2 separate regions of the Anas platyrhynchos genome follow, and region 1 is linked to region 2. A link is a contact called in public Hi-C data. All regions are on one chromosome and are shown on one strand. The core of a region is the stretch at or near the end of the contact, and the rest is flanking DNA. Distances in the headings are between cores, read along the strand shown.

Evidence for each region. Hi-C and Micro-C count contacts between places; a contact is called where the count stands out from the background.
Region 1: a Hi-C map of F1 follicle shows a contact between it and region 2, with 2.9 times the contacts expected there. The contact joins the enhancer-like site here to the promoter of BCAS4 in region 2. A contact is called at or near these places in 3 of 8 Hi-C or Micro-C datasets (F1 follicle, liver and subcutaneous adipose tissue).

Annotation. Positions count from the first base shown.
Region 1 is chr21:10,642,517-10,647,900 of IASCAAS_PekinDuck_T2T, reverse strand. The region is part of intron 4 of LOC106019152 (a long non-coding RNA gene); the gene reads right to left. Among named protein-coding and RNA genes, the nearest start is that of KCNG1, 110 kb to the right of the region's middle. Within about 2 kb of position 1,335, at least 2 of the 8 cell types and tissues checked have an H3K27ac peak or open chromatin away from gene starts, as enhancers often do.
Region 2 is chr21:10,406,347-10,411,360 of IASCAAS_PekinDuck_T2T, reverse strand. It overlaps BCAS4 (breast carcinoma amplified sequence 4), which reads right to left and starts at 3,649. Exons shown (of 7, transcript XM_038166387.2): 1 at 2,400-3,649; 2 at 1,945-2,005. The coding sequence starts at 2,001. The region is part of intron 4 of PARD6B (par-6 family cell polarity regulator beta); the gene reads right to left.

The DNA of each region.
Region 1 (5,384 bases), core at 86-2,585, 240 kb before region 2:
GGTTTGCTGCAGGATCACAAGTCATTAACAGAAGAAATTGGCAACTCAACCTTCTCTGCTTCCCTAAGCAGGACGCAGATGCGGACACTGGAATGTGTCCCGTGCTACAGGGTGTTGCCTTTTTAATTTTCAGTCCATCACCACCCTTTTTCACTGGAAAAAGGGCAGACCAACCACCACTGTAAGAGGCTGAGCCTTGTTTCTATTTTGCCTGCTGAAATCAAGTGAGGGAAAGGTGCAGCCAGCAAACAGTGAGCCTTTAGGAAACACCAGAGGACTGAATACCCAGTACCATTTACATCCTTTGCTAACTGATTCTCATTTGCCCTCAAGACACTTGTTGGTCCTATTTATTTAAGCAGACAAGTAGGCCAGCAGCTGGCGATGCAGAATCTTCCCTAATTCACTTCCTTCCCTAAATACAGTTTCATGTATTTAAATTTCCCTGATAAGCTGGACAGTCATTGGAGAAATGTATGCTTGTCTTTCCTACCTGTGCAAAGCAATTGCAGAATTTCAGTCTGCATAAACACCCAGCTGCCTCTCCCTCCTCTTTAATGACCTCAAGAAAAAAGTCCCATTAAGATTACTGGTTGGCTGCATGTACTGTCAGGTCAGAAATTCCTCTTTCTGACAACATTTTATTGTTATTTACCAGCTTCTGTCTGTGGCCCTAACTGGAACCAGGCACAAAGAAAGGAAATTCTTGCAGAGATCAGTGGGGTAAGAGAAAAGACCCACACTTGGGCAGAAACTAAAGAAACCTCGTTAATGTTCACGTCTGCAGGGAGGCTGGCGATCTGTTTCTTTGGCTTTACTCATTACTCTATTTTTATTACTTTTACATGTATAACTATTGTCATCTACGCTTCTGCTACTTTGTAATACTTTACCAAATCAGTTAATGCAAAAGTTTGAAATGCACCTGCATAATACATCTTACTAGGATGCAATATTCTAGAACCAAAGTTTTATGAAAGAACCAGTACAAGAAAAGTGGGTCAAGCAATGTTCTTAGATGCCAGAAGGGAGCTAATCTTCCTCAAGGACGATGGATCTCAGGAACCTCTCATTTGTGAGGCAGATCAGAAAAAAACGATGAAAAAACAGCAGATCTCTTTTCTGGTTAAAAACTGTTTAAGTACTACCCGTACTTATACAGTATTTGGGAACATAAGAACACAAAGGGCCCCCAGCCCAGCATGTAGCCAGTGGACTGCTTTGCATCGTGCCCAGGGATAACAACCCCGGACCGAAATCCCTGGGGCTCTGCGGGGCTGGAAACTGCACAGGCAACTCCGGCCTCAAGTTGCTGCTGGCCTGTAGCCCAGCTGTGATTAATCACTGCTATCAGCATCCCTTAGCTGTTCTGTGACTCAGGGCTTGGTGTAAGCACATTCATTTGAATTCATGTCGCTCATAAAATTGTGCATCTAATTACCATTTGCAAGCATGCACGTTGTGGTAGGCAATTAGGAAGCTGTTGATCTTAATGCAACAAACATTAATGCAACAAATATTTGGGGGCTTTCTACAGCTCATTAAAAATAAAGGTTTGTAATAATATTTAATATCAAAATCTCAACTTTCCGGGATTGGAAATTTTGAAAGAGGTGGGTAAATGAGGATAAACCCATATACTACACTTACAAAACAATTGTGCCTAGGAAGAGCAAATTAGACTTTGCAAGGTCATTATGCTGGAAGAATTAACCAAGCATTTTAACTATTAATAAAACTTTACATCCCTGAGTTTCTGGAGGGGATAGGGAAAAGAAGAATGAACACAAAAATGCTGGGAGTAGTGCTAAATGCATAAATTGGCATATTTGTAGCTATTTCCATTCTGTTTATATTTCTGAATTCATTCAGTCTTCCTTAAAAAAATAATACCAGCCTCAAAGAGAGTTGCAGAGAGGTAGTTAGGGCTTCAAGCCATGGTACAGGATTGGTGGGGACTGCCTGGTGCTTGTCAGCCCACAGGAGCATGGGTGTGAGGAGGGGACAGCTGAGTGAGGGCTCCAGGAGCCCCCAACTCCTGACCTCCCTCCTGTCCCCACACTCCCCCCGACAACAAAACCGCTGCAGGAAAAGAACCTTGTCATCTTCTTCTTCACCCACAGGACCAAGGTGCACAGCCTGCCATCTGACACTCCCCGAATAATTGGAAAACCACCGTCCAGAGAAATTGACTGGTGCCTTTTCTTGCTGCCTTTTCAAGAGTTCACACAATGGCAAGGTTTCCTCTGACGAGAGAGAAGGCTTTCTTTTTAGCTCTGACCTGGAGCTGGCTAAGATAGCAGCAATGCAGCAAGGATGTTCGCAGCAAGTGCTCCCAGCCTGCATACGTAATGCACAGCAGCGACACCGGGCAGCCACAGCATCACACATTTTTTCCTATACTAACGATGCGGTGCAGCCTGGCATGAAAAATGGGGGGGAGGGGAATAAAATAGAATAGGGAAACAAAACAGGTGATTAAAAAAACTGTCAGAAACACCTAGGCTTGATCGATCAGTTATATACTTGGGTAAAATGAATACTGTAAAAGGGTTCCTGTGCTTACAGTACAGTAAAATCCATGCTGCGGACCTCCAGGGGCTCACAAGCCATGCTTTTGAAGCTAGCAAATGTGATATTTATCTTCAAAGAGTTTAGTCCTATCATGTTAATGCTTTGGTGTAAGTAATCACACAGTATTTCCCACTGTGCATCAAAATGAACAACAGTTTTTTTTCTAATAGTATACAAGCGAGTAAATATTTCCAGAGGCATTCTGCACTGTGCAATAGCTGAGATGGATGACAATGTCATGAAGTCACAATCTCAGGAGAGAATAAAGATAGAAGGAAAGAAAGAAAAGATCAAAATTAAGATCTTTGCAGCTTTAATCTAGCACCTTATACCCTGAAATTACAGCATTTCCCTCTGGAGTCAAATGAGAGGGCATACCAGATACAAAGTCCAACTAGGTCTATTTTCTTTTTCCAGCTTTTTCTTACAAATGTGAGGGAACATTTTTGCTGCACTGAGTTATGCACCCATACAGGCACACAAGTCACCAGCAAGGTGACAGTCCCACAGATCTGCTGTCACCCCTAGAGCAGCGACCTCCTTGGCCATGCTCCGGAGCACGCCGAGTGCCAGCTCCGCTCCTTAGCCAACCCCAAAATACATCGAAATAACCCCAAACCACTCAGTATTCCAGCCACAGGTCAGCTGGCAGTTTTTGGCTTTGAAACTTCCACCAGCCCTGTGTTTGCGAGGATTTTACCTCAAGCTAATCAGTTAATTGGAGTTAGGCACTCTGGGAGGTTCCGCATGCCTCTGCTAATGAAGAGGCTGCTGCCGCCAGCCGGCTCGCACAGTCCTCTGGCAGCTCCCTGCCCTCCAACGTGCTTAGCATTACATGCTGAGGGAATTGAGAGGCTTTCCATCGAATCCAGGGGGGTTTCCAGGCCAAATGCTTGAATGCTGAGAAGCCTTTGGATGCACGAGGCTGGGGAGCTGCAGAACGTTACTGCAGAACCAAATCTTTGAGGCTTTCTCCCCATTGGTGTCTCCTGCCCACCAGCTGGAGTTGGGCAAGAACATGCAGCAAGTCTCTGAGATTCCCTTCATTAGAGCAGAACCTTGTGGGGCAGCGAGTCACATGGAAAGGGGCTTTGGTCCAAGCTGCTGTTAGTAATAACTGATGGCAAAATATCACTCTGGCATGGAATTAATCATAAAAAATAGTACCCCCTCACTGCTCATATACAAGGGGTTTCGTCTGCGGTTTAAACTACTTCAAACAGCAGTCAGGTGCTTGAGGTTGCCAATGCTGAGCCCTGTGGTGGTAGGACACAATGACCTTGCTATAGCAAAAAAAGACCAGAAAAGAGTCTATCCTGCCTCTGTAAAAGTTCTTTTCCCACATAGCAATATCCACTGAAATGATGCAGCAAACACTGGTGGTAGGGAAAGAGAGAATAATCTGAAGAAGATAATTTACAAACCATCCTGCTTTGCTGGGAAGCAAACCCGTTCAGAGCTCCAGAGCTGATGTTCTGGGCAACAAAGGCAACCTGTAAACGTGCAAGTGACCCTGCTCACAGAAGTGTCACAGCCTTTTGTTAATGAATGCCAGGACAGCTCCTAATTTCCCTATGAGAGTCCCTGGAGGAAAAGGATTCCAGAAAGCCACAGTCAGGATACAGGGGAAAAAAATAATTAAAAAAAAAATTTTTTTTGGAGAATATTCTCATTGAAAAAAAAAAAAAAACACATTAAACCTGCAAGAACCTGCTAGGACAGTCTCTGTCAAATGGTTAATGTAGCACTTCCTTCACTGAATACCTCTTCAAGCATGAAATAATCTAAATCTATACCTCTCATCCCACATCAGGTTTACACTGCATTAATTCATTGATGTTGCTTCCAAACTTAGAATTAAGCATCTTGATCTCTTGTGCAGTTTAAACACTAACCTACATACCACGTTTTACCTGCTCTCACCCCAAACCAGAAAAACAATCTTTTTTTGTTTGGCAGCATACTTTGCAATGTGCTTTTTTCCTATCTAATTTTCTTCATCTATCCCAGCAAGTATGAGGTCTTGTTCTGTAGTTTATAAAGATTAGTGAAAACAAAGATCCTCCAAGATATTTTCACTGTTTGTCTCTTTAGGCCTACATACGTCCAAGCTAGGCATGTGCTTAAAATACTAAGCACAGGGATTCACCGAAGACAACTAATTTGTCTACATGTGTAATGAGAGGCACAATGAAAGCACTGCTGAAATACGACCTAAATGATTTGACTGATGTGCTAGCTGTAGGTTTGTAGCAGAACCAGGATGTGAGCTTAGCTTTTTGCAGCATCCCAGGCTGGTATTTTAACTTTATTCTGACTTCTGCAAAGCTCCTGCTGTTGTCACACTGGAGTTCCCAAAGCATTTCTTTGAACCGCACACCCTGAGATAGATCACAAGATGTTCAAGGGTTCTGAAGATGAACATTTTCATTCTGTAAGGAGTTTTGATTTTTTTTTCCCACGTTATCAGTAAAAATGCTGCACCAAGAGAGAAGCATTTTTTTTCCAAAGTCCATACAGCTGCAATAATTAGCATGTTTACATCTTTAAAGTTCCAGTTGTATGTTTTGTTGTTGTTGCTTGTTTTACAATTAAAAAAGCAAGCTACAGCTTGCCATTCACCCTCTTCTATATTGCCATAACTCATCCTGCAGCTGCATTTTGGTTCCCTGTGTGTCCCTGTCAGGAGTTCTTGTGCAGTCTCAGAAAACAGGGCAAGCAGAGCAGTAGGCGACAGCATACAACAATACGTGCTAGGAGAAGGAAGCAGTTATCGATCGTTAATGCATCAACAAGACACAAAGGGCCAA
Region 2 (5,014 bases), core at 2,400-4,899:
ATCAGCATTAAATCCCTTCTACAAAGTTTTCCAAAAAAGTCTTCCACTTTCAATCACAATGTTAAGCTGCCTTTGTCAGAACTCGAAGTGCTCTCCTAGCATGTCATTAAGATGAAAAGGTAGGCACAGAAAACCAAAAATAGCCAAGCCAGAGAATCACACTGCTCTTTATAGCATCACAAACTCAACCAGGAAGGTACGTTTCAATATTGCTGAAAGTTATCAGGTTCTTCAGTACGATGTCCTCCTATGCCAACTTCAGAATACTGAAAAAACAATCAATGCATAAAAGGAAAACAAGAGCAGAATTGCAAGTGCATTTCAGGAATGAAACTATAAGTCTTTCACAACAATTTGCAGGGTATCTTCATATCAGGTAGGATAATATGCCATGCAGCAGTCTTGAAAGCCTTCATTTAGTCAAATCTTCCACTCGAGTCCACAAATACCTTATTTTGAATTCCATCATTACCATAGTTTTATTTGCTACAACTGTTACACAAAATTTAAAAATCATAATGAAAACTAGGAATTATATACTAGAGGTAATTTCTAATTACAAAATAATAATAATAAAAAGCTAAACTACAGCAACTCTGTATGAAAAGGAACCGACAGCCTTCATTGTGATTTCAGCAATACTGTTTGTGATACACAATAAAGCTGAGCTAGCACGACAAGGCCCACAGGAAGAAACACTTAAGAACATGCCATGAAAGCTATGATTAATCCCTGCGTAGGAAAATACCTTAATTATATCACTGCTCTGAACAAACTACCAATATGTGCAAGGATCAAGAAAGATCAGCATTAAAACGAGTGCTTAATAGCAGCAGAAGATGCCTGAAGGAAACAGAATGACTTGCAAGTAGCAAAGAGCACAGGTAGTTTTTGTGTTCCCTAATGAACTAACAGCTTGGCACTCAGTTACAAAAACACACTATCTGCCATACAACTCTATACACGAAGCTTGTTTTTATTAATTGGCAGGTCCTCTTTATTTAACACCAGCTTGAGTGGTACTTGAAAAAAACAAAAACAGAATCCAAACAGCTGACATGAACTAATACTTCAGTGAAACTTCTTCCCTACGCAGCAGTTCACTCTGCAATGTCATCTTAACCAAGCTGGGAAATTCGCTTTTGTAATTGTTAATAACATTAGCAGTACTTCTTTCCAGCCTACTATAGATGCCTGGACGATTACTGGAGTGGATCTGAATCCAGATGTAAGACAAAAGCTGTCAGTGGTTTAACCACATGAAAATTACGTGGATATCATAGACTAAGCATTATATCACCTCCCTGAAAATACTGAACATAAAAAACAGAACAGTGATTCCAAAATTTGTATGTAACTGGTCTGATTTATTGCAAAGCGCATATAGCCACATTTGGAAAAATGAAATTGATGGAGTAACGATGTAAAGGCAGAGAAATGTGGAAAATACTCAGGACAGTGAAACTGAGGAAAAATTTCCCCCCCTTTTTTTTTTTCCTGGAGACAAATATAAAACCCACTGCCAAAGTGAAGAAAAGGGAGAAAAAAAGCTGTTTTGAAGACAGTAATTTTAGTGTTTTTTTCTCCTTACAAGAGAAAATTGTAAACTAATGTGCCCAAAGAGAATGTCACCTCACAGCATCTCCAGACTCATGTGAGATAGGAGTTACCTGCAGGTCAGAAAGGGAGATACTTGCAAATGCTCTCTATTTTCTGTTTTCATAGATTTCCTCTCTTTTCTAGGGGAACATGACCTACCAAGTGCAATTTCAGAACCTTCCTCTCTTTGGGATCTGAAACGCTCCCTGCACGCCTTACCAGCACGGTGAGGGTGCTGTAAGCAATCACCACTGTCACCACCGTGTCCCAGAGGGGACCACCCGCACCTAAGCTCCTCAAGCTAAGCATCCTTCCACTCCATCACAGCAGCGCTCTGATCCCGACCTTAGCCGCCAGAGGACTCGGTTTCCACAAAAACAAATGACAGAGTAGCAGCCACATCCATCTGCGTTCAAAAACAAACAAACAAAAAGCATGAAAATCACTTATTCGGCTCTCCAGGAGCCCAGCTGCTGCTCAACTTGCCCCAGCACCGCATCCCCGACACAGGAGACCCCTGACAACCAGGCCCTCCTTCAGCAAACACTCCCTGTCTCCAAAAACCACGAAACCACACCGAAACCCTCTAAAGCCCCCAACCAAAAGCACGAAGGGCACAAAGGCTCCGGAGCAGCAGCAGGGAGGGGGGCTCGGTGCCGACCCCCGCAGCCCGGAGGCGCCCCGGGAGCTCCCTCAGAGGGCAGCCGGGGCCGGGCGAGCGCTCCCGCCTCACCTCATCCCGGCACCCGGAGCCCCCCGACCACCACCACCACCGCCAGCCCCCACCTCCCCCTTCCTACCTCGCTGTCCTCAGCCCCCGCCCGGGGCTCCGGCGGTGTCCCCGGCCGCAGCATCGCCTCGCCGGGCCCCGGCCGAGCAGCCGGCAGCCCCCGCTCCGCCCCCGGCCGCCGCTCCGCCTCACGGCCCCCGGCGGGGCCTGCCCGCCGCCTCGCCTCCCCTCAGCGGGTCGCGCGCGCCACCCAGCGGCGGCGGGCGGGGGCGCGGCGGGTAGGAGGGGGGGTGGGACACCCGCCCAGCGCCCCCCCCCCCCCCCGCGGGGGGCTCTGTGAGGAGAGGGGGCCTCAGGGCTGGTTTAAAGGACTTGGTTACAGCCGTACCGCTTCGGTCACGGAGCAGCGCTTCGTCAGGCACAGCTTCCCCATGCCACACTTAAAAAACAAATTTCTTTTTCTAGTGATGTGCTTCCACAAGCCCGCACTGCAGGCTAGAGGGGAGGTTAGATACTCAGAGATCAGGTGCTGGACTCAGTGCTGCCTTTTGACTCACTTGGATATTAAAGGCGGCTGCAGCTGGCAGCACAGCTTTTAAGTGCTCATAATCGCTCTGTGCCATGCGCTTCCCTGCGTGCAAATGAGAATTTAAACAGCCTGCAGCCTGGTTTCTGTGAGGCAGAGCAGAGCCCAGACCTTGACCCCACACCCAAGCTGCCGAAAGCTCCTGGCACCCTCCCCACAGACAGAGCTGCAGGAGGCACGCTGTGGAAACTTCTGCAACCTTCCGGATTCTTCTGCGTTAGGCTCCTTTACACTCCAATCTGAAACCAAAGCAGCATTTTAGACAAAGACAGATGATCAAGATGGCAGATCGAACAGAGACAGAAAGGGCCATCTGTTCATGGTAGCTGTTCTTCCTGCCCTACCTGCTGAGTAATGTGCCTCAAGGAGCACTGCCTGGAGCAGGGAGAGTGCTCACTGAGAAATCCTCTCAGCTGCAAGGGGTCAGCAGCAGCCCGCCCTTGAAAGGTGCCTGGGCCACTCAGCCTGTATGGGGCATTTATACTAGGGTCAAGGGGACTCTGTGGCAGCAGAGACAAAGCAGCATGCAGGAGTTCACACTGACTGGCTTGCGATGTCTAACTGGAGTCCATCTGCAGACAGCCACAGCCCCGAGAGAGGGAAATCTGTTAGACGCTGTGGAGAGCAAACCTGAGCAAAGCCAGATAAAATGTCATCCACTTCCCTGAAGAAACTAGAGCACTAACCAGACACCAGAGCATTAATCTCATTGTGAATTACTATTAAAAATACTATATAAATACTAAATACTGTAAGAATACTATATAAAACTACTTTTCAGTGCTTGCAGAGCCAAAGACAACAGGCCTGCATTGTCATCCAAAGCTTTTCTTGGCTTTGGGCAACACCATATTATTGCTGAATAATGGAAGAAATTTAAATTCACTTCAGCATTCATAAAGAAATGCCAGATTTATAGCCTGTGGTTTGCTGTGAAGATCAAAGAAATCAGGCTTGAAGAGGTACTTGAAGAAACAGAAAAAAGAGCTACCAGTTTGCAGGGTTTCTCCACAAGATCATTTTTTGAGTAGGAACAGCCCCATTGATTTGAATCTACCCGATGTCATTCCTGACAATAGCACCAGACAGACCCTTCTATGCTTCACTTGCAACTTAAAAAGCACTTATCTGAAAAATCGTAAGGTATTTGCAGAACCTGATCTTCCACTGACCAGCACTGCATAGAGAGAAAACACATTGCATCTCTGGGCGTAAATCTCCAAACACTCTTTTGTTTCCTTTGTTTCAATTGTGAACTCCCCAGGTCTGGGCAGACTTCTTGCTATGTATTTGCACTCCTTAACAACACAGTCCTGTTCTCTGCTCAGCCACTCCTTTACCATTTATGCTGTAGTCCCCAGGGGTCTGTACTGTGTATGTTTGAAAGGTGCACTAGATTAAACTCCAGTGTGATCTGGAAAGCATACTTGGGAAGCTTTAAGACCAGAATGAAATAGTTCTGGCTTCTGTTGTACATCACAGATTAACTGTTACGAAACTAAGTTATCTCAAATAGGAGAAAGCATGTGAAGTGGTATGTTTAGAACCAGAGTCATGGGAGTGTCAAGAAAAGACTTAACAAGATCTGCTAGACAAGAAATATTCCCATATTAGAAAAAGCCCACTGCTGCAGTTATGTAATAATACTGAACACGCATTTACAGTAGGAAGCCTTTACAGTTAAAGTTCTGCTATAACTGTTATAGTTCTTACATCAGTTGCTTCCTTTACTGCACTTAGCAGTTCTGGATTTAAGTTTAAACACACAGCTAGTCAACATTTATTTTAGATGCCCGGAAAAGAATACCACTAAATGAGATTCCTCCTGATTATTCTATATAAACTATATCATCCACATGAGCTTTACGACACTGCTAAATCTCTCAAGAAAACAGTGCTAAAAAGAACAAGATAGACAATGCATTTCTGCTGCTTTGACCAAATGGCTTCATGACCTTTGTCTTACCTGTAAGATTGGGATAAATATTTATATTCACTATCCTAACAAGTAAAGTATCAGTTTAAATATAGTCAAAATACAGGGAAGGTCACATGTTGAATTACTGACATTTTTTTCAAGCTACCAACTTTGCATGATT